4 separate regions of the Mus musculus genome follow, and regions 2, 3 and 4 are each linked to region 1. The links are chromatin contacts, called in public ChIA-PET and HiChIP or PLAC-seq maps. All regions are on one chromosome and are shown on one strand. Each heading gives the region's core, a stretch centred on a gene start, on an enhancer-like site or on the middle of the called end of the contact. The rest is flanking DNA. Distances are from core to core; before and after follow the strand shown. Region 1 holds the start of Eya3 (EYA transcriptional coactivator and phosphatase 3). Region 2 holds the start of Gmeb1 (glucocorticoid modulatory element binding protein 1). Region 3 holds the start of Snhg12 (small nucleolar RNA host gene 12). Region 4 holds the start of Trnau1ap (tRNA selenocysteine 1 associated protein 1).

The links. ChIA-PET counts read pairs in DNA pulled down with a chosen protein or histone mark. HiChIP or PLAC-seq counts read pairs in DNA pulled down with a chosen protein or histone mark.
Region 2: a contact with region 1 is called in an H3K27ac HiChIP or PLAC-seq map of microglia, with 5 times the contacts expected there. The contact joins the promoter of Gmeb1 here to the promoter of Eya3 in region 1.
Region 3: a contact with region 1 is called in an RNA polymerase II ChIA-PET map of effector CD8 T cells, with 18 read pairs. The contact joins the promoter of Snhg12 here to the promoter of Eya3 in region 1. A contact is called at or near these places in 1 of 484 Hi-C or Micro-C datasets (cortical neurons) and 3 of 115 datasets of contacts at active chromatin or transcription factors (bone marrow-derived macrophages, effector CD8 T cells and embryonic stem cells).
Region 4: a FOXA1 HiChIP or PLAC-seq map of pancreatic cancer cells shows a contact between it and region 1. The contact joins the promoter of Trnau1ap here to the promoter of Eya3 in region 1. A contact is called at or near these places in 1 of 39 promoter capture datasets (liver) and 2 of 115 datasets of contacts at active chromatin or transcription factors (bone marrow-derived macrophages and pancreatic cancer cells).

The regions. Positions count from the first base shown.
Region 1 is chr4:132,635,125-132,641,827 of GRCm38.p6, reverse strand. It overlaps Eya3 (EYA transcriptional coactivator and phosphatase 3), which reads right to left and starts at 2,782. Exons shown (of 17, transcript NM_210071.2): 1 at 2,673-2,782.
Region 2 is chr4:132,257,374-132,264,076 of GRCm38.p6, reverse strand. It overlaps Gmeb1 (glucocorticoid modulatory element binding protein 1), which reads left to right and starts at 2,528. Exons shown (of 10, transcript NM_020273.2): 1 at 2,528-2,586. Gm28874 (a long non-coding RNA gene) reads right to left here. Exons shown (of 2, transcript XR_390809.4): 1 at 3,477-6,703.
Region 3 is chr4:132,304,788-132,311,490 of GRCm38.p6, reverse strand. It overlaps Snhg12 (small nucleolar RNA host gene 12), which reads right to left and starts at 2,813. Exons shown (of 5, transcript NR_029468.1): 1 at 2,584-2,813; 2 at 1,588-1,653; 3 at 1,276-1,340; 4 at 987-1,040; 5 at 467-657. It overlaps Snora16a (small nucleolar RNA, H/ACA box 16A), which reads right to left and starts at 2,026; the gene lies at 1,891-2,026. Snora44 (small nucleolar RNA, H/ACA box 44) reads right to left here and starts at 1,538; the gene lies at 1,422-1,538. It overlaps Snora61 (small nucleolar RNA, H/ACA box 61), which reads right to left and starts at 1,184; the gene lies at 1,123-1,184. It also overlaps Snord99.
Region 4 is chr4:132,327,077-132,333,779 of GRCm38.p6, reverse strand. It overlaps Trnau1ap (tRNA selenocysteine 1 associated protein 1), which reads left to right and starts at 4,242. Exons shown (of 9, transcript NM_027925.3): 1 at 4,242-4,427; 2 at 5,214-5,311. The coding sequence starts at 4,401. It overlaps Rcc1 (regulator of chromosome condensation 1), which reads left to right. Exons shown (of 10, transcript NM_133878.3): 10 at 778-1,861. The coding sequence ends at 953.

The sequences.
Region 1 (6,703 bases), core at 1,533-4,032:
ACCATCTGTAACTCCAGTTCCAGGGAATCTTAGCACATTCTTTTGGCCTCTGAGGGTACCAGGCAGTCATATTAAAAAGAAGAAAAACATTTTTTAAAGATTTATTTATTTTTATGTATATGAACACATTACCACTGTCTTCAGACACACCAAAACAAGGCATCTGATCCCATTACAGATGGCTGTGAGCTACCATGTGGTTGCTGGGAATTGAACTCAGAACATATATGGAAGAGCTGTCAGTGCTCTTAACTGCTGAGCCATCTCTCCAGTCCAAGAAGAAATTTTTTTTTAAAAAAAAGAAGAAAAACGGGCTGAGATGGCTCAGTGGGTTAGAGCACCCGACTGCTCTTCCGAAGGTCCAGAGTTCAAATCCCAGCAACCACATGGTGGCTCACAACCATCCGTAACAAGATCTGACTCCCTCTTCTGGAGTGAATGTACTTACATATAATAAATAAATAAATCTTTAAAAAAAAAAAAAAAGAAGAAAAACATCATCTTTTTTGTTTGTTTTTTGAGACCGGATGTCTCTGTGTAACAGAGACCTGGCTGTCCTGGACTCACTTTGCAGATCAGGTTGTTCTGGGACTCCCAGATACCCACCTGCCTATGCCTCCGAAGTGCTGGGAGTAAAGGTGTGTACCACTGCAACTGGCCCATCATTAATTCTTAAAGCTGGATTATCAATGAAGGAGTATATTTAAACTCTAAATTCCCTTTGGTTATAGGCTATAAAAACCTCACCAGGTTCAGACTGAAAATATGCTTAAAATGCAATCGAGTAGGCCAGGCATGGTAGTGTGTGTCTTTAATCCCAGCACTGCAGAAGCAATGGCAGGCGGATCTCTGTAAATTTGAAGCAAGCCTGGTCTACAAAGTGAGTCTAGGACAGTCAGACAGTCAGAGGTATATAAAGAAACAAAACAAAACAAAAAACCCAACCCTGCCCACCCCAAAACTATCAAACACAGTGGAACAGACCTGTAATCCCAGAGTCTAGAAGGCCAGAGGATCACGAGTTCAATGCCATCTCCAAACTACATAGCAAATCCCAAAAGTTCCAGGTAACAGCCTAGGGTCAAAACACACCACAAAAACAGAGGGAAGGAGAGGAAGACGGTAGTGGAGGGGTGGAAAGGAACATAAAGTTCAGAAATGAAAAAAAGTTGTGCACCAACTATATATGTAAAAAAAGAAATATTCGTCAAACCTCGAGGTAAAGAAGTCAACGGAGCAGCTACGATTACTGGGGTTGTTGCTGGGAAATGAGGAGGTCAGGCTGAACAAAGGCTCCTCTTCCCAGTTTGTGTAGGTGCAGGGGAGGACAGATAAATGTTCATAGGGGCTTCCCTGGCCAGGTTAATCCTGAAAGCCAACCAGAAGGGTCTTTCTCTGTGGCATCTAGGACTAACATGGCCAAGCTCCAAAGTCCTTTGCTAAAAATAGGTGAAGGGAGTGGCCCAATTTTGGAATATGGCAGTCTATGTTCTATTCTCTTATGTGTATATGAGGGAGAACTGTGCCAAGAGGAACCAATAATAAACGCGGTTATTTGTTCTGTACATATTTAATTATTAATACTGAATTTTAGACTGATCACGCACAAAATGACGAAAAGAAAATGATGGTTGCAATGATATGCTACAAACACCCCAAAAACCGGAAGGGAGGAAAAAAAAAGAATTATCCAAATTTGTACCTCTAGATATACCTTAGATCACAAAATTTGAGAAACAGGACATTAACCATTATAAAGTCTAACCCTTTTCACATTATAGATGATTTTAAACCTCCAGAAAATGTAAGATAAGATGTCTTAAATTTTAAAATGCTAAGATCATGATTTCTAAACCATGGTAGCAACACTAGAGAAAAAGAAGTTAAAAAGAACGTTCTAAGAAACAATGTCTGGCTTATAAGGAAAATGATATTACATTGGTGAATCTTGGCAGAAAACAGCAACACCACACCACATCACAGTCGTTTAAAAGTTTAGAAACCCGGAGTCCTCTAACTTTAAATCCATGCAGAGTGAAGAACATCCGCACTTTTGCCTCAGCTGTGCACATCCATTCTCGTGGGACAGAGGACTCAAAACAGACAGGACGAAGACCTGTCAATTCAGGAGATCTCACAAGCCCGCCAGCGAGTCCGCCACCTGTTCGCTGCTGCCCAGAGAGCCCAGCAAACTGAGGCAGTGCGAGGACCTGGGGACGCCTTTGTTGTTCTCTAACTGGGGAAGCGACCTCAAGTCTAACCTCGCGCCTCCAAGCTGGAGCAGTCGGCCAGGATCTGGACTCGGAGGAAGCCCTCTCGCTCTGAAAGGGCAGGCGCAACACTCTTGTCATCTACCAGTCCCTGGAGGGGGGAAGGGTCACAGGCGAGGAGGGCTGGGGGACAGAGCCGAACCCCAACGCTCCGGGTGGAAAAACAGTGGATCGGGAAGAAGTGCTGAGAGAAGGGGGAGGCAGAGACCCGGCGCCTAGGCGAGAAGGGGCGAGGCCAGAGCGACGCCCGGGAAAAGCTCGAGGGCAGACCGGCAGGCAGGGACGAGGGGGACGGTGACGGGACCCCCTACCCAGCACGACCAAGGAGGACCTCTTCAGCCGGGACCCCGAACGCTGCACCCGAGCCACCGCGCTCACACCCTGGCGGCGGCGGGGACTCACCAGACGGCTGCAGACACTGCCCAGCACGACATGGGACGATTACGGACCCACTCTGGAACCAACAGAGTGGCGGAAACCGCGGCGTTAGCGTGACCCGGATGCGCATCCCTAGCCACCGGAAGTAGATGCGGGACCGCCTAACAATCCACACCCCGTTCCGACAGAACCCAGAGGACCAGTCAATCGTCTCGGGGCGGGGCAAGGCTTAGGTCCCGCCCACCTCGCAGACCCAGTTGCGTGATTGACTCCCTGGATCTTACGCACGAGATGACTTTCCGAGGATGCTGGTGCTGCTAAATTGCCGCCGCCTTCGTGAAAAGTACTCCCGCCCTCCCCAAAACAAAGTCAGATCAGGCTGATCTCGAACTGGGGACCCTCCTCCTTCAGCCTAGGGCTTGTGCCTCCATGCCCAGCCACCGCTCTCATCTTTGAAAGTAAGTTCTAAAAAAAAAAAATGTGTGTGATTCCTACCGTAAAGGGACGACGAAGTTGAAAAATGTTGACTGCAATTGGTCGAGTTAGAAAGACTAGGAGAGGAAAAATGGATGGGAACTTTTGAAGACACTTGAAAGGCTAACTCAAAGTGAACATTTCTATCCGAAAATTTAGTTTATACCTAGTATTATATTACACTTGCAGCTGCCTTCATTTTGTGCAAATTGTTTTCAGGAACATTTTGTTGTTTTTGTTTTTGTTTTTGTTTTGGTGTGTGTGGGGGTGGTTTTTTGTTGTTGTTTTTCCAAGAAAAGTTTTTCTCTATGGACCTTGGCCTAGAATTCCCTCTAAAGATCAGACTGGGCTCGAAATCAAGAGATCCACCTTCTTAGCTCAGAAACATTTTTTAATGCTTCATTAATTCTAAAATACAACTCAAGTGTGGACGAGGAATGGAGTTGAAGACAGGCTTTGTATAGTTGTCAGTGTATTCAATTCCATTCATGTTTGAAGGGAAAGACCCTCAAGAAAAAAAGACCCAGGCTGGTGAGATGGCTCAGTGGGTAAGAGCACCGGACCGCTTTTCCGAAGGTCCAAAGTTCAAATCCCAGCAACCACATGGTGGCTCACAACCACCCGTAATGAGATCTGACTCCCTCTTCTGGAGTGTCTGAAGACAGCTACAGTGTACTTACATATAATAAATAAATAAATCTTTAAAAAAAAGAAAAAAAGACCCAGAATTACAAATATTAGATTAACCCACAAAGTTTAAAAAACAAAAACCTAGCTTTTCAATACAAATAAAAATAAAAGATTTTTATTAACTGCTTCTATTTCAACAATTTTCTAAGCAACTACTTTTTGGGGAGCGAGCATCTTAACTGCTCTTTCTCACACATCACACCTACTTAGCACAATCAGTAGATGCTGTCTTCAAAGTCTTTGCAGAATCGGACCATTTTCCACCTGTGTTGGTATGAACCACAGTCAGTATGTAATTCTGAGGGTCCCATTCATGTTTGCTACCCTATACTCAATACAGAAGAGAGCCTCCCGTGAAAGCCTTAATCAGATCGTGTGCTTCTTCCAATGGCTCTGTCTCAGTGTGAACACTAAAATCCTTACATCACCTACAGGACTCAGAAGACTTTACTCTTCGAGTAGAACTCTAACCTACTTTGTCCTACCTTCCTTCCACTTACAACAGACTGGCCTCTGCTGTTCTCCCAGCCTGCAGGCAGGCTCTGGTGCTGTCTGCTTTCTACTCCCTCTACCTAGAGTACTTTTCCCTGAGACAGCTCTTTCTTTCACCTTGTCACCCCCTTTACATCTTCGAATGAGCCTTCTCACTGAGACCGCCTCTGACGCCTCTGATGCTGTGCTAGAACAGGAGCGATTGTCTCCCTTGTACTTTCCTACCCCCTGATAATTGTTCTCATGACGTTTGTCCAATCAGTTTCTTGGGGGGTTGGCGTACGGTCTCCCCACCAGAATATAAGTTCTGCAAGGGCTTGGATTTGGGTTTGGAGGAGTGGTTGATTGGTTGGTTAGTTGGGATTTTGTTTTTTGGTTTTTTGGTTTTTTTTTTTTGGTTTGGTTTTTGTTTTGTGTTTTTGAGATAAGGTCTCTTGTGTCCCAACTAGATTTGTGGTTGAGAATGGATTTGAACTCCTGATTCCTCTGCTTTCTTCTCTCAGGTACTAGAATCACAGGTGTGAGTCTGTGCCCTACTGGCATGTTTTTTTTTTTTTTTTTTTTGGGGGGGTGTATTTTAGCAATGTTTAGCAATATGTTACTATGTAACATATGTTACATAGTAAACAGTCAATTCATGAAAGCATAGATTAATTGCTCATTGGTTTGTTTTTTGTTTGTTTTTTTTTTTTTTTGACTGACATGAACCACCAGCTCCACCAGAGGGAGCCCACAAACAATGTGATGTCCCCAGACACTCTTCCCAAAGTACACACTGGACATACACATCAATCCTATGCTTATTAGCAATTACAAAACAACGCTCTAGGGCCGACAGGATGCCTCAGCAGGTAAAGATACTTGCCTCCATACTCGGTGGCCTGGTTTCAATCCCTAAGACCCACATGGCGGGAGTAAATAACCAGTTTCTGCAAGCTGTTCTCCCTATCCCCTCTCCCCCATACAAGCTGTACTTAGACTCATACACATATACATGGGTAAATCGATAATGTAAAAAAAAGTCTGTTTTTGTAGTATATATATAGACATATGTACATATATGTATACAGTTTTACTATGTAGCCCTGGCTGTCCTGGAACTCTCTATGTAGACCAGGCTGGCTTCAAACTCACAAAGATCTGCCTGCCTCTGCCTCTCTACTGCTAAGATAAAAGACATTCCCCACCACTCCCAGTCTTTGGCATCTTTTAAGGAAAGAAATTCTTGCTCCTTACTGGTCTCATTTGACCAGTCTTTCCCAACTCTCTCTCAGTTTGCATGCCTAGCCTCCTCTCACATAGTGACCTCTAGCTGGAGCCATCTTGCTTTGTATTTGTTTGTGTGTTTTGAGGTCATGGTAGCACAAGCCTGTAATTCCAGTACTGCAGAGGCAGAGACAGGAGGACTGTTCCAAGTTGGAGGTCAGCCCAGTCTCAGTACTGAGACCTTGTCTCAAAAACAAACGTATAAAAACCCAAAAACTATAGGGCTTGACGTAGAGTCTTACAAGTACACACAGAAACTACAACTGAGTTCACTCTATAGATGAGGTATTGTATCAGGGAAGAATTAAGAGACTTGCTTGAGGTCACATGACTAGCAAACAACAAAACTGGGGATGGTGATGCATGCCTGTAATCCCAGCACTCAGGAGGTTGGGGCAGGAGGGTGGTGAGTTCAAAGCCAACCTGGACTACACAGCCAGGCCCTGCTTCAGCAACCCACAGAGCAGCAGTTGCCAGTGGAGCCTCTACCATGCAACCCATCCAAAGTGTTGCTTTTCCCTTTTCCACGTTTTTAGTCTTTTTCTTTCTTTTAGATAATTGCCTGTGTTCCCTGATGCTCTGTGCTTTCCTAGTCTTCTTGCTAAGCAACCCTCCCAGGGCCCAGCTCTCTGTCATGGCTGACCTCTGCACCTAACTCAAAAGGCACCTTTCTCTGCTCTGTCTCCCTCCTCCTTGGGGCTGCCAAGACTTACAGCTTGCCTGTCCTGTTGTGTTTCTCTTAAGATCCAAAAAAAAAAATTATTAAAAAATTACAGAAAAAAAAAAACAGTCAACAGGGACTTAAACTAGGTCAGGATGACTTCAGAGCCCAGGATCCTAGACTGCTGGGTCAAGCTTCTCTCCCACTCAGGAAGAGCAACAGGGGAGCCAAGTATGAAGGTTTGTATTTACTTACAAGTTTCTCAGTGATTTCATGCCTCTCTCCTCCTTCTCCTCCTCTTCTTCCTCTTCCTCTCCCTCCTCCTTCTCTCTCCCCTCCTTTTCTTCTTCTTCCGCCTCTTCCTCCTCCCTCTCCTCTCTGTTTTTTGAGTTTTGTTTTGAAACAGGGTTTGCTATATCTCTCTCTGTCCTGAAAGTCTTTCTGTCTTTGCTTCCGAATGGGAGACTCCAGG
Region 2 (6,703 bases), core at 1,279-3,778, 380 kb after region 1:
GTAGAAATACATTCTGTGTTTTCCAACCCTTTGTGAGCATTTGGTAACAGGAGGAGTGATTAAGTGGGGGTGGGGTCTCTCATAGCACTTACCTCGGAAAGCCAGCAGTCATCTTATTACCTTGGTTTATTATTTGTTCCCTTCATTCAAGCAACATAATAAAGAAACACAATCACAGTTGTCGCTCCTCCTCGGTGCTTTCCCTACAAGCTCCATTCACTGCCATCCAGCTCCATTTAGTCCCCAGCCTCAGAGAGGACTCCACCCAGCAGGAACAGCTCTCCTGCTGAACCCAGTGGCTGACCTAGGCTTTCCCCTTCAGAGCTGTCGCAGTCTCCAGACATACTAGAAAAGGGCATTGGATGCCCATTACAGATGGTTGTGAGGCACCATGTGGTTGCTGGGAATTGAACTCAGGACCTCTGAAGAGCAGTCAGTGCTCTTAACCAATGAACCAACTCATCCAGCCCCTAAGATCTTATTTCTTATTTATAACTGTATGTGTGTTTGTTCGCGTGAATGCAGTATCACCGGAGGCCAGAACAGGAGTTGGATCCCCTAGAGATAAGAGTTACAGGCAATAATGAGTCAACCCACATGAGTGCTGGGAACCTGACTCAGATCCTTAGCAAGAACAGTACACACCTTACTTGCTGAGCCATCTCTCCAGCCCCCAATGTTTCTTTTCGTGCTTGCTCAGTTAAAATGCTCTCACATCCAAAAAAGAAAAAAAAGAAAAGCTGGGCGTGGTGTCGCACGCCTTTAATCCCAGCACTTGGGAGGCAGAGGCAGGTGGATTTCTGAGTTTGAGACCAGCGTGGTCTACAAAGTGAGTTCCAGGACAGCCAGGACTACAGAGAAACCCTGTCTCAAAAAACCAAAAAAAGGGCTAGAGAGATGGCTCAGTGGTTAAGGGCACTGACTGCTTTTCCAGAGGTCCTGAGTTCAATTCCCAGGAACCACATGGTGGCTCACAACCATCTGTAATGGGATCTGATGCCCTCTTCTGGTGTGTCTGAAGACAATGACAGTGTATTCACATATATGAAATAAATAAATAAATTCTTAAAAAACAAAACAAGGGCTGCAGAGATGGCTCAGCAGTTAAGAACACTGACTGCTCTTTCAAAGGTCCTGAGTTCAAATTCCAGCAACCACATGGTGGCTCACAAGCATCTGTAACAATATCTGATGCCCTCTTCTGGAGTGTCTGAAGACAACAGTGTACTTACATATAATAAATCTTAAAAAAAAAAAACCCGCTCTCACACACTTATATATCTTTTTTAAAAATCACATTTAGAGTGGTGGCATACTCCTTTAATCCCAGCACTTGGGAGGCAAAGGCAGGCGGATTTCTGAGTTCGAGACCAGCCTGGTCTACAAAGTGAATTCCAGGACAGCCAGGGCTACACAGAAAACCCTGTCTCAATTAAAAAAAAAAAAAAAAAAAAAATCACTATGTAGGTTCGAGTGGTGGAACTCAGGTGGTCAGGAGCCTGCACCCAACGTGCCATCTCTACACACACACACACACACAGCCCACAACCTGCCCTTTGGAAGCAAAGAAGACAGATACAACACAATGTCTATAGGAAGAAAGATGGGAAATAACCCTTGTGGGTCTTCTGCACGTGTTCTACCTACCGACCTACTTCCCTCCTCACACCCCTCATCTCTACGTTTGGCTTGCTTTTTTTTTTTGAGACAAGGTCTCATTATGTAGCCACAGCTGGCCTAGAACCCACTATGTAGACCAGGCTAGACAGGAATTGTGGAATTAAAAGCGTGTACCACCAGCACGTGCCGACGTTCCTGTTTAACTTTCAAAGATGAGAATGAAAGAGTAAGGTGGCTCTGAGGAATTTATAAACCAAAAGCATCTAACCCCAAGGCCTGACCACATTGCCTTAAAGCTTGTCAGTTACTATTCCCCGGCCTCAGAAACTTGCCCAAGTACTTTTCAAGTATCATTTCATTGTACATGAACGACATGTACCTTTCGGGAAATAGGTGGCTTAGAGTTGTCAAGTCACTGCACAGTTGTTGTACCGGTTCCAAGGAAGTTCAAATTTGAACTCCGAACCCGGACAAGCAGGAAAACCTGCGCAAAGAGCCATGGTTTGGACGCGGGAAGGGGTTACTATCTATGCTCAGCAGCATCTTTTCATTCCACATTGGTAACCTGAAATCCTGATAAATTGTAAGCGTCAATAAAGAGGATTTGGAGAAAGAAAAGCCCTAGTCCTCCACAAGAGTCAGGGCGAGATGACCTCTGCATCTAAACCTTATTCAGTCCCCTGGGGCCTCCCGCGACTTCTCCAACACTGCCTTTCTAGGACCGAAGGCCTAAGCTCTCAGGCTCCCCTAAATCGCTAGGCTGAGGGGGGAGGTGTATCCCCTGCGCGGCCCGCAATAAGGACGCGTCCCCTTTAAGGCGCCGGCTCGCCCGCCGCGGCGGCCGGAAGTGCTGGAGCCCGGCTTGGCGGCGGCGGTGGCGGCGGCCGCCGTGGCGGCTTTGTGCGCATGCTCCGTCGCCCGCCCGCCCTGGCCGCTCGCCGCCCGCCCGCCCGCCCGACGGAGACGGTGAGGAGGGGGAGGGGTGGGCGCGCGGCGCGGCGAGGGCTGGGGGCGGGGGGGGGCGGGCGCGGGGGCCGCGCGGCGGCCGGCGACGGCGACGGCGAGGGCGAGGGCGAGGGCGGGCGGGCGCGCAGGGGGCGGGGGGCTGCTGCCTCCGCGGGCGCCTCCCCACGCCCTGTGCGTGCCGCCGCCGCCGCCGGGGAGCGAGCGGACGTCGCGGCGCCGCGGGGGGGGTGGGGGGACGCTGCCGCTGGGTCCGCCCGAGCCGCCGGGCCGCCCCCAGCGTGGCCGGCCGGGCCTAGGCTCCGGGTCCTACGAACCCCGTACTGGGCGGGGGTTGGGGGGGTGGGGAAGGCTCGGCGCCCCCGGACCGAGGGGCCCGGAAGTCCTCGCGGAGGGGCCAGGGGAATCCCTCCCCACCCCAAAAATACGGGGTTTGGGAGCTTGGGCCTTGCGCGGAGGAGCTGGGTCAGGCCTGGGTCGGGCCGGGTCGGGGGAGAGGGCGGCGTGCTGGGGTGGGGGTGGGGTGCAGGGAATAGGGTCAAGCCTTCGCCCGAGGGGAGAGGCCTGGGCCACCAGACCTGGAGAGGAGGAGGAGGAGGAGGAGGAGGAGGAAGGTCCTTTGGAGGGCTTAGGAGAGGAGGCAGCGTCCTTCCCAAGATGAAGGGCAGTAAGAAGGAGAAGGGTCCCCGTGAGGGCTTCAGAGTGGAGGGCCTCCGGTGGCTAGGTGGAGAGTAGGGTGGTTTCCTGCGTCAGGAGACGAGGGAAGCCTAAGGTTATGGGGTTAGTGAGAAGGTACTTGCTGGGAAGAGGGTACCCCTTGCTTTCAGAAATGACAGGGAATTGGCCAGGTGTCCTCGGTTTGAGAGGCAAGAGAAATGTGGGCAGAATCTTACCCGAGGGTCTTGACCTGGCTGTCCAAGGAGCAAGGAAACCCTGAGCTCTCAAAATGCGACCTGTTACTGACTCTAGGAGAACCAGGAAGTAGGGGTTTTCTCCACATCTGTACACTCTTGCCATCTGCCCAGCCCCCTTTCCTTGGCTAGTATTATGGAACGTTTTCATAAGAGCTTGGGCCTAACGCTTCTAATTTTTCAACCATATAATAACTTGTTTTTCTTTTATACTTAAGTTCATTGAGTAGGTGTATTTGAGCTTTGTTGGGTTAGTTTGGGCCCTGTTTTGATTTCTTACACTCTTAGAGGGGTGACTTTTAAAAACGTATTCCTTGATTCCTTCAAACACCTATATAGGAGTCTCCATCCAATCTGTGATTTATATAGAACTTCACTTCCTCTGGATACTTCCTGCAGAGTGAAATGACCTTGGGTTCATTATATCTGAGTTCACTTTGGCTGAACAACCAAGTGCATACGGTGGACTTAGTGAGTTTTGTGCTTAAGTAATAAAGTTGCAAATTGGAGACTTGTTGTTGGTTTTGGCTATTTATTTGAGACTGGGTTTCTCTGTGTGGCTCTGGCTGTTTTGGAACTGGCCTCCAATTGTTTAGGTATTTGAGACAGGGTATCTCTGTAGTCCTTACTGGCCTTGCACTCAAGAGATTTACCTGCCTCTGCCTTACGAGCGCTGGGATTAAGGGCATATGCCATCATTGCCTGGCTTTTGTTTGTTTCTTTTTGAGATAAAGTCTCCTTTTAGTTTGGCTGGTGTCAAACTCAAAAGAGATTTCACCTGCCTCTGCCTCCAAAATATGCCAGGCTGCTCTGTATGTTAGTTATTTGACACCGGGGCTCACTATGTAGCCCTGGCTGGCTTTGAACTTATGGTAGTCTTGCCTCAGATGCCCAGGTTCGTGCTTGTAGATGGGAGATGATCATACCAAGCACGTGCTTGCTTTTCTTTTCTTTTCTTTCTTTTTATTTTCTTGGCATCTTTCTCTGTAGCTCTGGTTTGACTGGCACTTGCCGTGTAGACCAGACCGACTTTACACTTGCATATCTTTCTGCTTCTGCCTCTCCTGGGCTAAGATTTTAAATTTAGATTTATTACCTGGCACGGTGGCACACGCTGTTCTTCCTGTCCTCACTCACTTGTAAAGCAGCAGCAGGCAGATATCCTAGTCTGAGGCCAACTACATTGCATGTTCCAGCCTGTGTCTCAAAACAACAGCAAAAATGTATATGTTCCTGTCACTGTCTGTGTGTGTATATTGGTGTGTCTGCCTGCCTGCCTGCCTTGCTGGTATACTTGTGGAGGTCAGAGGACAACACAGGATTTGAGTCTCTCCTTCCACTGCCTGTGTCCTTCAGATCAAACTCAGGTTTTTATGCTCCATAACAATAGCCTGTCTTTACCTTCTGAGCCATCTTGCAGGCAGGCACCCATCTCCTTTTTTTGTTTTTGTTTTTATTTTAAACAAAGGTTTTGTATAGTCTCAGCCTTCTTATGTAACTGAAGATGACCTTGAATCCCTAACACTTCTGCTTCTACCCCCAGAGTGCTGCTATGCCTTGTTCCTGCTCACTTTAAATATTCTTAAGTTTATAATGCTATATGCATAATGTTGGGAGGGGTGCCTGTGCCATGGTGTGCAGGTGGGTAGAGGCTGGAGGATTTTATGGAGTTGGTTCTCTCCGTTTATCTTTACATGAGGTTTAGAGTTATAACTCAGGTAACCAGGCTTTTTTTTTTTCTTCCCTGAAAATAATTGCAGAGCAGCAGCCGGTTAGCACTTGTCTGTAATCCCAGCTCTCTGTAGACTGAGCCAGGAGGATTGAAAGTTCAAGCCCAGCCTGGACTACTTAGTGAGACTTTTCTCTCAAATACCCAAGTAACTGAATGTGGAGGTTTTTGCCTTCATTCCCGAGCTTGGTAGAAGCTGGAGGCTCAATAGCACGAGGTCACCCACAGCTACATAGAGAGTTTGAGACCAGCCCAAAACTAAGCAAGGACTAAAAAGCAAACTACAGAGAAAACTGTTTTGCTGTAGGTTGACCCCATGGCTCATGCCAAGCCTCGGCCCTGAGCTGTACTACCCCTGCAATGCTTCTTTCTACATCCTTGACTAAATTTTATTAAAATTATGTCATGGTTTTGTACGTTCTCATAGAATTACAGAGCTCACAGCGGTGCCATCTCATGAGGGATATTGCAAGGCCTCCTCTGTGAGGTACCCATGGGATCAGCTCGCTCATCTCACCTCTGGAGTTTGTGTTGCTATACACAAGGGGCAGGCAGGTTTGTGTTTATATATCTTAGAGCAGTCTGTGCTGGTCTGGAGGTGCTCACTGGAAGTGGGATACTTAAGATGATGACATTGAACCTAGACTTCATTTTACTAAGAATTACCAGTTGTCTTGTTGGAGTGGACTCTTCTCTGTCACTAAAAACATGTTCCAGATGACTCTTAGGCTCGACTGTTAGAAGTGGGTTCCAGGTATGGAAGGAATAAAGTACAAATTCTGCAGAGAGGGTTAACAACTTAGCCACCCTCCTTCTTCAAGATGGCCACAGGAACTCAGTCTTTCTGGGAAGAAGGTTGAAATTAGAAGCACCATTCTAAGAACCATAGTTCTTCTGTGACCCAGTAACTTATCTGAGCTATTTATTGAAAAAATAAAGTTCGTGGTGGGCAGTGGTGGCGCATGCATGCCTTTATTTCCAGCACTCAGGAGGCAGAGGCAGGTGAATGTCTGAGTTGCCAACCAGCCTGATCTACAGAGTGAGTCTCATGATAGCCAGAACTACACAGAGAAACCCTGTGTACCTGAAGACAGTCTTTGGCTCAACACATATAGTCCCAATACTCAAAGGCAGTAGGATTCTTAAACTTTGAGGCTAGCTTGGGCTGCATAATGAGTCCCAAGCCAGGAAACTATTATATAACAAGACCTTGTCCCATCCTCCTGTCTCCCTACAACCTCCCAGAATTAAAACTCTGCTCCTTTTTTTGGTGGAATAAATCTTGACTTGGGAGTCAAATTTGTACCTCAAATGTTATTTGTTTGTTTTGTTAATATTTACTTTCTTATTTGGGCCTGGTGGCGCACAACTTGAATCACAGTATTGGGAGGCAGGGGTAGGTGGATCTATGTGAGTTCAAGGCCAGCCTGGTCTACATATTGGGTCCCAGGACAACAGCCAAGACTATATAGAAAAACCC
Region 3 (6,703 bases), core at 1,564-4,063, 330 kb after region 1:
CCATAGAAGTTACTTTACAAGCAGATGAGTCACATGACATTTTTTTAAGTACCCTAGCAGTTCTAGCCTGTCAATGCTAAGCAACTAGTGGCTTTAATTAGAATGCCCACCATAGGTTAACAGGCCTTAACAGCTTCCCGTGCCTGCCTGATCCTGGTGTGCTCATCAAAAAAAAAAAACTCCAACCCCAGAATACCTAATGGTTGGCCAATGGTAGGACATGGCAGCCCTAGAACTCACAATGCAGCAGACCAAGCTGCCACTTAAAATTCAGTTACAGAGGGCTGGTGAGATGGCTCAGTGGGTAAGAGCACCCGACTGCTCTAGAGATCCTGAGTCAAATCCCAGCAACCACATGGTGGCTCACAACCATCTGTAACAAGATCTGACTCCCTCTTCTGGAGTGTCTGAAGACAGCTATAGTGTACTTACATATAATAAATAAATAAATAAATAAAAAAGAGGACACTTTCCAAAAGTCTTTATTGAACCAACTGCATGTTAATTGACAAAGTATTTCACTTTCCCAAAATGAGGTTTCTCAATGTAGGCCAGGCTGGCCTTAATCTGACTGCAGCTCCGATTCCAATGGCTGCCTGGCAATGTACAAGCCAAAAACTTCTGCTAGCTTCCAGGAGATCCTCTTGTGGAATTTTTCTGAAAAGGAAGTGCAAGTCTATGTTAGTTCCACCTTCAGGCTCATTCCCCAACTCAGGCTTTCCTAAGAACTGGTCTCAGTCCCATATCCGCATTTCTCATCCATAGATGTCCACTGATAATGGGTTTCATCATGGACCAGTGTCTGTACTCATGCAATGTTCAATTGACAAATACCAGCCAACATGGCACACATCTTTGCCCCAGATGTGAACAGCTAACTAGTTCAGACATAAATTATGGAGGTGGCTTATAGATGGCTAGCCACTATGCAAACCTGAATTTCTGCTATACTACTTAGGAAAAGGGTTAACAATCCTTAAGCTTACCCAACAAGTGTAGACCAAATCATATATAATGGCTGCTTCACTGGTTACATGGCCCTTAAAAAAAAAAAACCATGAAAGTAAGCCATTACTCAGCAATACTGATCAGTTCTCAAGTTTTCCCACTTCAAAGCCCAGGCATGTCTGAGTCTGGCCTGCTGCTCTACAGCAGACTGCATCGCTGTGAGGCCAGCTTCAGGGTGCTCTTCCTCCTTAACGACCACCAAGACCAGCGTCAAGATCCGATGGGAAAGGGAAACCGGAGGGTCAGGCTGTCTTAGCCAGCAATTACCTTAGTGTTAGGAGCCTGACAGGCCGTCTTCTCAGACTCTTCCAAGAAATAAGCTCAAGTGTAACCTGCAGAAGAAACATTTGTTGTAAATACCACAGAACAATAGCCTCACAGGTAGAGGGCGCTCAACTTGAGGCCTGATATACATATATAGGAAAGATGAGTGGCAGCTGCAGGCACTGTGCTGACCTGAGCTGTCAAAGTCTCTCCATTACTCTGGCATGCAGTTGGAGATCCCATGGCTACAGGCAGCCACAGCCCTTGGAAACATGCCTCAGGTCTCCCCGGGTAGTGCAACTAAACGGAGCTTACCAGACCCTTCTGCTGTATCGTTGTCCATTATCTTCTGGTCTCCCTCCTCACAATCTTCATCAACAGCTAAGATGAATGGCAACAGAATTAGCCACAATAATCTTGTTCCATATTCCCAGTCATTACCTTATAGGGACTGTGACAGTGACCAAGGCATTGTTTATTTACCAATAGATGATCAATACAGGCCTGAATTGTAAATCAGATTGAGCTCACTCACCGGTCTACCTCCTATCCCCTCCCACCCCCCCCAGGAATAAAAGCCTAAAGATTGCTACATACTCCAGAGAAATAGTAAGGTGAAGCTGTCATTTTCCACAATGTTGCAGATCAGTTACAGGAAACAGAACTGCGACCGTCAAGGAAAATTCTTTCTCTGGGCCACCTTTTTGACCACAGCAGCTATGTAGAAGCTGCTGCAGCTTCGATAAGGGCCACAGACAGCGATAGCAATTGCTAGACCTCAAACCCACAAGCCACATGCCTCACCACTGCCTACTAGAGAGACGCCTGAAAAGGCAATCCTGTGGGCTCCGATGGCTCCTAGTTCAATACGTGAAGCTTTAGACATTGGGATAGGTTCCTGACTATAACCCAAAGCAGTCTCAAATTAATGACCCTACCGCCTACAAACGCTTTTTAACGCGCTGTGGACATCAGGTTTAGCTGAATAAAATGGCGGCTTTTTGCAATCAGAAAGCGAGAAAGCCGAGGTTGTATAATCCTTGCCCAACTCTGTAGGGCCCATTATCCTGACTTTTTTTTTTTTAAGGCTTTAATACTATGGTTGACATAGCGATCGCCTAGCACGTGGTAGGACCCAAATTCCACCCAACATAGGAGCGAGGTTAATCACAAAAAGGTCGCTCGGAGGTAATGGTCACAGGCCCTTCCATTGGCGTCATCCTAATAAGGTTACTGCACCCAAGCACGTAATCCAGTAAAGGCACAAATGCTCTTACCAGATCCCGTCACCCCCAAGCCTACAACACTCACGGGTCAAAAGGCGTGGGGCCCTGAGTTATCACTGCGCATGTGGCCATAACCCGTGCTTCCTTGGACCAGACGGAAAAATCCGGTCCCTTCCCGGCAGGCTCGGTATCTCACGAATCATCCGGAGAGGCGGACGGAGCTGGTGGGCTGGGAAGATGGGGGGCGGGCAACGTTGGGTAGAAGTACAAGGCGCCATAACGAAAACAGACAGGGACCGCGGATGAAGCGAGAAAGGACTGAGAACGGCCTGCACCAGGATTATATACTCTCGCGCCCTCTACTGAGTCTGCGTCATCCACCTGACGCACGGCGCCTCTGGGAAATGTAGTTCTTAGCAAAGCCGGGTTCCTGCTCCTTGTCTGGCCCTGATAGTGGTTTCGACCCAGGCCAGAGCGCTCAACTCAAATCTCTGACCAACTGCCATCACTATGGATTAAGTTCCCGGGCGACTTTGAATTACACCGATCTTAGAAAGGGTTTTCCACATTTGGATGTGCTTAATAAAGAGATTTTGCAAATTAAAAAAAGAGAAGAAAAAAAAAAATGGAGTTTTCCCCCGGAGCATCCCGGGATGGCCTAGAGGGTAACAGCATGCTGGCAGATCTTCTTAAAGAATGACCCTCAGAAGCCAGGCGTGGGGGCGCACGCATTTAATCCCAACACTCGGGAGGCAGAGGCAGGCAGATTTCTGAGTTCGAGGCCAGCCTGTTCTACAAAGTGAGGTCCAGGACAGCCAGGGCTACCCAGAGAAACCCTGTCTCAAAAAACCAAAATTTTGTTCTTCTTTTTTTCTTTTCTTTTCAAAGATTTATTTATTTATTTGATGTATATATGAGTACACTGTCACTGTCTTCAGACACACCAGAAGAGGGCATTAGATCCAATTACAGGTGGTTATGAGCCACCATGTGGTTGCTGGGATTTGAACTCAGGACCTTTGGAAAAGCAGCCAGTGCTCTTAACTGCTGAGCCATCTCTCCAGCCCACCTTTTTTTTTTTTTTTTCTATTTTATTTTCTTTGATAGGGGAATATAGTTTATTTGGCTTATAATTCCAGATTGCAGTCCTTCATGACAGGAAAGTCACGGTCGGGGGTCCGGGGGGATGGCTAGCAGGTTGTATCACGTCTACAGTTTAAAGTAGAGAGGTGACATTTTCTTTTCTTTTTTTGTTTTGTTTTGGTTTGGTTTTGGTTTTACAACACAGGGTTTCTCTGTAGAGCTCTAGCTGTCCTGGAACTCACTTTGTAGGCCAGGCTGGCCTCAAACTCAGAAATCCTCCTGCCTCTGCCTCCCGGGTGCTGGGATTAAAGCCATGCACCACCACACCCGGTAACATTTTCTTTTTTTTTTTATTTTTTGTTTTTATTTTACACAGCATCTCACTAGTTTGTCCAGGCAGACCTCAGCCTCTCAAGTAGCTGGAATTACAAGCATCCTTCCAGGTCCAATTTCTTTCCTTCCCCAATGTTAGGAAGGGTGTCACTGGACTTACCACATGCTGCTCCCAAGCTATTCCCCTTAGCTCCTACATACACCTGAAAAAATAGGTTTCCAGGCAGGAGAGATGGCTCAGCAGTTAAGAGCACTGACTGCTCTTACAAAGGTCCTGAGTTCAGTTCCCAGCAACCACATGGTGCCTCACAACCATCTGCAATGTGTCTAAAGACAACTACAATGTACTCATAAAATAAATAAATAAATAAATAAATAAATAAATAAATCTTTTTTTTTTTTTTTAATTTAAGAAAAAATAGGTTTCAGGCTGGAGAGGTGCCTCAGAGGTTAAAAGCATTTGCTGTGCAAACATGAAGACCACAATTTGGATCCTACCACCCCTTCTCCCCTCCCCCAGCAAGCTGGGAGTGGTAGTTTAGGGAGCTTGTTTTTTTGAGACAGGGTTTCACTATACAGACCACGCTGGCCTTGAACTGCCTCTTCCTCCTGAGTGCTTGGATTAAAGACATGCACCATACTGCCTTGCCTTGCCTTTTTTAAAAAGGATTTTATTTATTTATTATATATATATGAGTACACTGTAGCTGTACAGATGGTTGTGAGCCTTCATGTGGTTGCTGGGAATTGAACTCAGGACTTCTGCTCACTCCGGTCCACTCCCTCCAGCCCTGCTGGCTCTGGCCCAAAGATTTAATTATTACATGTAAGTACACTGTAGCTGTCTTCAGACACACCAAACGGGGGCGTCAGATCTCATTACGGATGGTTGTGAGTCGCCATGTGGTTGCTGAGACTTGAACTCAGGACCTTTGGAAGAGCAGTCATTACTCTTAACCGCTGAGCCATCTCTCCAGCCCTTTCCTTGCTTTTGTTTAAGACTTGGTTTCTCGGGCTGGTGAGATGGCTCAGCGGGTAAGAGCACCCGACTGCTCTTCCGAAGGTCAGGAGTTCAAATCCCAGCAACCACATGGTGGCTCACAACCATCCGTAACGAGATCTGATGCCCTCTTCTGGAGTGTCTGAAGACAGCTACAGTGTACTTACAAATAATAAATAAATAAATCTTAAAAAAAAAAAAAAAAAAAAAAAAAAGACTTGGTTTCTCATTTGCCTGAAGTTTGCCCATGGAGTAAGAGAATGTCCAGCGATTGCCTGTCTCCTCCTCCCAGGGCTGAGGTTGCTGACATCCTCTTGGCTTTATTACGGGTCTTCTCAGGATGGCACTCATGTCCTCAGGCCAGTGTGGCAAGCACTTTACCAGCTGAGCTATTTACTGCTTTAGCCCAAGTACGTGTTTCCTTCCTTGTCTTCCTCATTAGAATGAGAGCTCCCCAAGAGCAGGAACCCCTCCTCTGTCTGCTCCATGCTCTGTGCGTACTTGTATATAACAGATGGAACGGAACAGATGGTGATGCACGCCTGAAATCCCAGCACTTGGGAGGCAGAAGCAGGCGGATTTCTGAGTTCAAGGCCAGCCTGGTCTACAGAGTAACAGGACAGCCAGGGCTGCACAGAGAAACCCTCTCTCGGAAAAAAAAAAACCAAACCAAAACAAAAAAACCAAAACAAAAAGATGGAACGGAGCTGCGGGTGGTGGCGCACGCCTTTAATCCCAGCACTCGGACCAAAAAAGCAAAAAGAGATGGAACGGACCAGTGAGAGGGCTCAGCAGGTCACGCACGACTCTGAAAAATTGAGTTCAATGCCCAGAACCCACACAAAAGGTAGGGATAGCTGACTCCACAGTTGTCCACTGGCCTCCACATGATGATTGGGGGGGTGTGGGGGGGGTGTGAATGAAACTTGCCTGCAGTTGCATAACCAGTAAGTGGCCCTTGAACCACAACTCAAAATCTCCTGGATGGAAATGTGCAGACCTTTGCTGCTGAGGTTGACAGTTCCGTCTGAGCCACCCCATGAGGATTGGCCTTAGCAGATAAAGAAGCAGGGTATAGGGGAGGGAAACTGCTAACCCGTTGGGTTACCCACGCCTTATCTATGGCATGGATCAGCTGAACTGTGGGTTCCGGTGTCAGGTGCAGTCAGAGACGGCCACACGTGACCCCAGTCCTAGTGGGAGCCTCTGAAACAGAAAATGCAAAGTCCAAAGGATCTGATGCTGACACTGCACATCACTGACCGGAGTGCTGTGCAACCCGTCTTTGGGGGGGACTCAGTTCCAGCTGTCTCACACCTCTCCGGCCCTGGCTAGGACTATTTACAGATAGTGCATAAATGGCTTTTGTTTCTTTGTTTGGAGTCAGTGAGAAGAGAGAGAGCCATGGAGCTGGCTTATTGGGTAAAGATACTTGGTGCCAAGCTTGAAGGCCTAAGTTCAATCCCTGGAACCTACAGGGTAGAAGGAGGACCTACATCTTCAAGCTGTCCTCTGGCCTCCATACATGCATACACATAAGTAAATTCAAAAGAAAGGAGGAAGAGGAGGAGGAGGAGGAGGAGGAGGAGGAGGAGGAGGAGGGCTGAAGAGATGGATCCGCAGTTAAGAGCATTGACTGCTCTTCTAGATGTCCTGAGTTCAATTCCCAGCAACCACATGGTGGCTCACAGTCATCTGTAATGGGATCTGATGTCTTCTTCTGGTGTGTCTGAAGACAGCTATAGTGTATTCATATACATAAAATAAATAAATAATTTTTTAGGAGGAG
Region 4 (6,703 bases), core at 2,993-5,492, 310 kb after region 1:
TGTATGTCTATTTACTGTGTATGTACTTGGTGCCTACAGAGGCCAGAAGAGGGTACCAGATCCCCTGGGACTGGAGTTAATGATGGTTGTGAGCTACCATGTGGGTCCTGGCCTGTCCAGCAGAAGAGGGTGTTGACACATAGCAGCCAAAGCCTGAGAAAGGTGCATAGCCAGGAAACCTTCAGATTTCAGGCTGGTTAAGGTGTCTGTGCTTATCTGGAAGGACTTCCTCATGAAGTGGAGTTTGCACTGCACCATGGAGGTTCAGTCCTCTGTGAAAGCAGGGATGGGATTGGGAGGGTAGGGGAGGGTAGGTGGGGGGAGGCACACACTTAGTCCCAGTACTCAGGAGGCAGAGTTGGGCACATCTCTGTGAGTTTGAAGCCAGCCTTGTCTAGATAGTGAGTTCTGGGCCAGCCAGGGCTACATAATGAGACCTGACAAAAACAAAAACAAACAAACAAAAAAAAACATACCAGAGGGTGGCATAACAAACCCAAGAGCGTCCTGAGCAGAGTAAAGGTGGTGGGTTTCAAGAACAGAGATTCAGGACGTAGCCCCCTGGGTGCTGGGTGCTGTGCCTGGGGTAAGAGAATGCAAAGGAGGGGGGCATAAGCTCCCTGGTTCTCCAGTCTCCCTTGAACTCTTGGGCTGGGACCTTGCCAGACTGCTATTAGTCAAGGCCAAAGTTCACCACCATGTCCCAGGCATCTCCTGGTGTGGAAACGCAGGGCTGCAGACCCCAAAGATAGCTGCTTCTATTTCTGTCCCTTGCAGGTCGTGTTTTTGCCTGGGGCATGGGCACCAACTACCAGCTGGGCACCGGGCAGGATGAAGATGCCTGGAGTCCTGTGGAAATGACTGGCAAACAGCTGGAGAACCGTGTGGTGTTAACTGTGTCCAGTGGGGGCCAGCACACGGTCTTACTAGTTAAGGACCAGGCACAGAGCTGATGAAGTCTTTGTGGGCCTGGCTTCTGGCCCCAGCTCAGCTTCTCAGGACAGGAAAAGAGCCAGCTACAGATTCCAACCCTGAACAGATAGCATCTCCTGTCTTTTCCCATCACCACAGCAGAATCCTTTTTCTTCTGTTTCGTCCGTCCTCTTTCTAGAACATACTGGTACTTGTAGGATGTGTGGGGATGGGAGGAGGACCTCAGAAGGATCTTTGCTTACTTTATTAGACCTCCCCCCCTCCCCTTTGATACCCTCCTTCCTGTGGTCCTAGCTGGCACTGGCTCATTACCTACAAAACCCAAAACGGTAGCTTAAGACTACGTGCAACATCCTGCCCCGGGGTTTTGCTGCCCAGACTCTGAAAAGTTGGGACTCTGTGAAGCCCTGCTTACCACGAGCCTCTTTCTGTTCCTAACAGTAGTTTACAAGGACACAGATGGTTTGTATTGTCATCGGATCCAGTTGTCATGGACCCATGCCTGGGGAGATCTGGACAAAGGCTTTTCAAGGCTCTGAGTGATCTAAGCCAAATATTTGACTCTAAACAGGTGTCCATGGGCAAAAACACTGACCCACTTGAAAAAAACCAACTGTCCTCCCAAAGCACAAGGCATCCCAGTATCCCTTGGGTGTCACCTGTCCCTTCCCCATCAGCCTTTCTGCCATAGAGGACTGGATAGCCATGCTGGGCTCGGCTGGGCAGTCAAGGCAAGGCAGGGTATTGGGAAAGGGGTGGGAGTTGTTTTATAACGGTGCTGAGGGAGGAGTGGAGGGGCGGAGGCTGGTCCTAAGGAAAGTAACAGTGGCTGAGAAAATAGTTTTGAATTTTTTTTAATTGTATAATATTTTGGAGGGGAGATTAAAATCTTGTAACACTTTAATAAACTTAGAGTTTTGTAAATGGGCTTTGTTTTTATGCGTGTCCATGGAGTTGCTTTGTTGTCTTTAAAGGAACACCTGCTTATGAGCCTGCCTTTGTTAGGGTTATGGCTGATACATCCAATCCAAAGTCTGGAGAAGGCAAGAGGTGTTTGAGATAGTTGTGCAGTAGAAGCCACTGCAGTTGCTTCATGGTTATGAGACGGGGTAGCTTGTTAAGTAGGCTCTCAGCATAGCCCACTGACAACCTGGTCTTCCTGCCTCAGCCTCGTGAGTGCTGAAATCAAGGCCTGGCTTTGGAGTAGAATTTTTAAATCCTAAACCAGAGGTTTTTTCTTTTGTCCCTGTCTGGTCTAGAACTCAAAAATCTAGCTGCATCTGCTTCCTGAGTTTTTGTCTTGTTTTGTTTTTGATTTAAGTTATGTAACTACCACACCTGGCCCAAATTCCAGTTTTTTGGTTTTTGGTTTTTCAAGATAGGGTTTCTCTGTGTAGCCTTGGCTGTCCTGGAACTCACTTTGTAGGCCAGGCTGGCCTCGAACTCAGAAATCCGCCTGCCCCTTCCTCCCGAGTGCTGGGATTAAAGGCATGCACCCCCATGCCCGGCCTCCAGTTTTTAAGTAGAGCACATTATTAGAAGTTCTTACTGATTTGCCTGCATTTTCGACCACTGGCGTATTTAAGCCTTTTCCTTGGGGGTTGTGTGGCACATCTATTCACCCCAGGTAGGGAGCCCAAAACACATGAAATTACAGATCCCAACAAAGTCTCATTTGGTGAACCAGTGAACTTACTGGGGATTACTTACTGGGGCAGAGGTGACACAACTTACCCAGCATGGGTGACAGCTCACTGTACAGCTTAGGAAGTCAGAGTTCCCTTTCTAAGTGACCCTGGTTTAGAATTCAGGCAGCTTAGCTGCTTTCTGCTTCCAGGCAGCTGGTCAGTCTTTACAGCTTCTCTGAGTCATGTCTTTGCAGCTCAGCCTCTAGGTCTGAGAGGGACTCTGCTTTTATTGCTTACTCTGGGGGGTGGGGGGTAGGGGTCCTGATTGGTCCGTTTCAGAGGCTTCTTTTGAGTTGTAGCCTTCCCTGCAGGGTGGAGAGATGGCTCTGATCTGATTAATAGCACTAGTTGCACTTGGAGAGGACCCAGGTTCAATTCTCAGCACCCACATGGTGCTACACAACGATACTAACTCCAATCCCATGGGACCCAAAGCATTCTGTAGTCTCTGAAAAACTTTTTTTTTTTTTTTTTACATTTGTGTGTACATGTGTGTTTGTCAGGTTCAGTGCAATGCACTTTTACCTGCTGAGCCATCTCACCAGTGCCTTAGCATCATTCATACAGTAACAGAAGGGAACAGGAAATTTATACTCATAGTTGGCCTCTGGTTTTCAGACTTGAGTTCTTGGCTTGGGGAACTTTCTAAGTTAAAGGACTTAGGATGAACTTGGTTGTCAGAACCAATCTGAACGCACAGGACCTTCCCACTCTGCTAAGTTGGCTACCAACTGGATGTTGAAGCATGGATACAACCACCTTAGGAGCTCTCAAAAACCAAGTTTACTGAGGGTTCTGTAAAGGTCCGTCTGTGCTTTGTGGTAAAGTCTTGGTGAATTGGATTAGAATAATAAACGGGGAAGGAGCCAGGGTTGGTGTCCTTCACTTGTAAAACTAGCACTTAGGAAGCTGAAGCAAGATTGCCAAGAGTTTACAGCCAGCCTAGATTATATAGCTTGTACCAGGGACCAACATGAAAACTTGTCTCAAGGCAAAAAAAAAAAAAAAAAAAAAAAAGTGTGGGGCTGGAGCCAAAGCTCAGCCGTTAAGGAAGGAATGCTTTGAGAAGACTGGCGTTCATTAAACAAACAGGCAGAAGCAAGTAGATCTCTGACTAGAGACAGACTTAAACAGGTCAACAAGGATTACAGAGACCATGCCGACGCCGACTCTCCCCACCCCCAACTACACACAAAACGATGGACTTTGAGTGTACCATCAAGAACCGTCCTTTAGTTCTCTCCACCTCAGGGCTTTAAGAAAATGAAGAATCCCACTACATCTTCCAAAAAGTCCTCGCTGGGATGCAGGGCAAGAGGACCACTGTGCGGCCGCGGCTCCTCCACAGTCCCTCGGAAGCTTATCCTCCGCGCTCCCAGAGGGGTTTCGGTCACTAGCTGTCCTTCCGTTCTTATGCTTGGTATTCCCTACAGAGAGCAAACCTTAACTCAATAATTATAGACGCATTTGCGCGGTTTTATTAAAGAGCGGGGCAGTCCGCCCACAGAGACCCTCTTCAGAGCCGGTGCCAGCTAGGCCTACTGTGCCCCAGCCGAGGCCACGCCCCTATCCCGTGGAGCCACTCCCTAGCCCGTAGAAGCAACGCCCCCTGGGGGGGCCGGAAGCGGCGGACAGGTCGGAGGAAAACCCGGATCGCTCTGGCCGCCGAGGCAGCGTGTGCGCAGGAGGTGCTGCAGGCTTAGGCTCCGGGCGGGCCGGGTCGCGCAGACTGGCGCGGTTGCGCGCCACAGGCCCTCAGGGTCCCCGCCCGGGTGCGGGATGGCGGCCAGCCTATGGATGGGAGACGTGAGTCAGGGTCGCCCCTGCTCTGAGGGGAACAAGAGGGTCTCGAGTCGTAGGGGGAGGAAGGGCCTGAGAGCAGAGGGCCTTCGGATCCCAGAAGGGTGGCCGTGAACAGGAAGGGTTTTGGTGACAGCGGGAAGCTAGATGGGGTGTGGTGGCCAATGCCTTACTCCCTGCACTTGGCGAGGCAGGAAGATCGTCACCAGTTCGAGACTCCATAGTGAGTTCTAGGCCAGCTTGGGCTTCGTAGCGAGACCTATTCACCCAGTCTTTGAAAGTGGAGTCTGGGCATCAGAATGAAGATTCCTCAGATGCTGACTCTATGGGGTAGAGGGTCTGGAATCCCCCTTTCCAGTTTGGAAAGATTTGGAGTGGGATGATTTGGGCGGATGGAGTGGGAGGAACCCCAAGAATTGTTATTAGGACTGGAAGCACAGGGAGTTCTATAAAGGGGAGCTATTTTATTTGTTTTTGTTTTTTCTTTTGTTGTTTTTGAGATGGGGTCCTTCACATAGTTCTGTCTGTCCTGGAACTCGTTATGTAGACTCACAGACTCCACCTACCATTGCCTCCCTAGTGCTGGGATTAACGGTGTGTGCCACGCCTCCCAGCAAGGGGAGCGATTTGAAGTAAAGGAGTTGGTTGGGACCGTTCCCCATTGCGTGGTAGGAAGCTTGGCTCTCTAGTGCTGTAGAGGGGGGTCCTGGACAGAGTGGGAGGGGCTCCACCCCTTACAGGGCTCCGGGTCATGGGCCTGAGCCTCTCCTCTCTGCTCTGGTTTTTATGCAGCTGGAACCCTACATGGATGAGAACTTCATCTCTAGAGCCTTTGCCACCATGGGGGAGACCGTGATGAGCGTCAAAATTATCCGAAACCGCCTCACTGGGTACACCTCCCTTTTCATCTTTCCGTTCAGTTCTCGATTAATAGAGCCTGCTGCCACTGTTATTCAAGGGAATAAATATGGCGGGAGTAAGAGCTTCTCGCCATCCCTAGCAGTAGTGAAAGAACCACAGAGGGTGGCTTACAGAGCAGAAGCGTTGAGTATTTCAGGTGTTGAGTATCCCAGTGATTCAGGGCAGGATGCTGGAACCTATTTTTGAAAACTGTTGTGTGATCTTTGCTAAGTTACTGTGTGTTTCATTTAGCTTTAGTTTATTTTGCTCTACGCTGAAACAAAGTCTTCCTGTAGTAATGTAGGCTGTAATGACAACCCTGCCGCTGCCTCCCAAGTGCCACAACCACAAGGTGTGCCAGCAATCCTGGCTCTTTTGTTTGTTTGTTAAATATTTATTTTATACACTGTCACTTTCTTTACATACATCAGAAGAGAGCATCAGATCCCATTACAGATGGTTGTGAGCCACCATGTGGTTGCTGGGAATTGAACTCAGGACCTCTAGAAGAGCAGTCTTAACCACTGAGCCATCTCTACAGCCCCTCTTGATTTTTGTTGTTGCTGTTGTTGTTTTTATTTATTTTTACATTTGATTATGTTTGTTTATTATGTATGTGGGGAGCAGGGTATGCAAGAGTGCAGTGCCTATGGAGGCCAGTGGTGTCAGATTCTGTGATATTCCCTTCGGTGGTTGCTGGATACCAAACTGAGGTCCCTTGGAAGAGCAGTACAAAACTCATAACTGCTGAACCATATCTCTTTTATATAGTTTTGAGTATATGTGACCTCACACACAATCCTCTCCCTCTCCCCCCTTTTTTTTCTTGCCAAGAAATTAGGAGCATTCAGAAGTACAAGGTTTGGGGATGGACAGTGAGGTGACCCAGCAGGTACAAACACTTGCCTCGTAAGCCTGTTGACCTGAGTTGGAGACCTTGGATCCATGATAACATTGCATAGAATTCTCAAATAGTTGCTGGGTTGTAGTGCATGCATGTCTTTCACCCCAGTATTGGGAGGCCACAACAAGCCAGAGCTAACATAGTGAGACCCTGCCTCAAAAAAGCAAAGATTTAGCCGGGCGTGGTGGCGCACACCTTTAATCCCAGCACTTGGGAGGCAGAGGCAGGTGGATTTCTGAGTTCGAGGCCAGCCTGGTCTACAAAGTGAGTTCCAGGACAGCCAGGGCAATACAGAGAAACCCTGTCTCGGAAAACAAAACAAAACAAAAAAAAAAGCAAAGACTTCTCAAATAATATAGATATTAAAGAATTTTAGGATCTGGACGTGGTAGGACATGCCTTTAATCCCAGCACTCTGGAGGCAGCAGTTGAGGTAGGTAGATCTCTGTGAGTTCAAAGCCAACGCAGCCTACATACT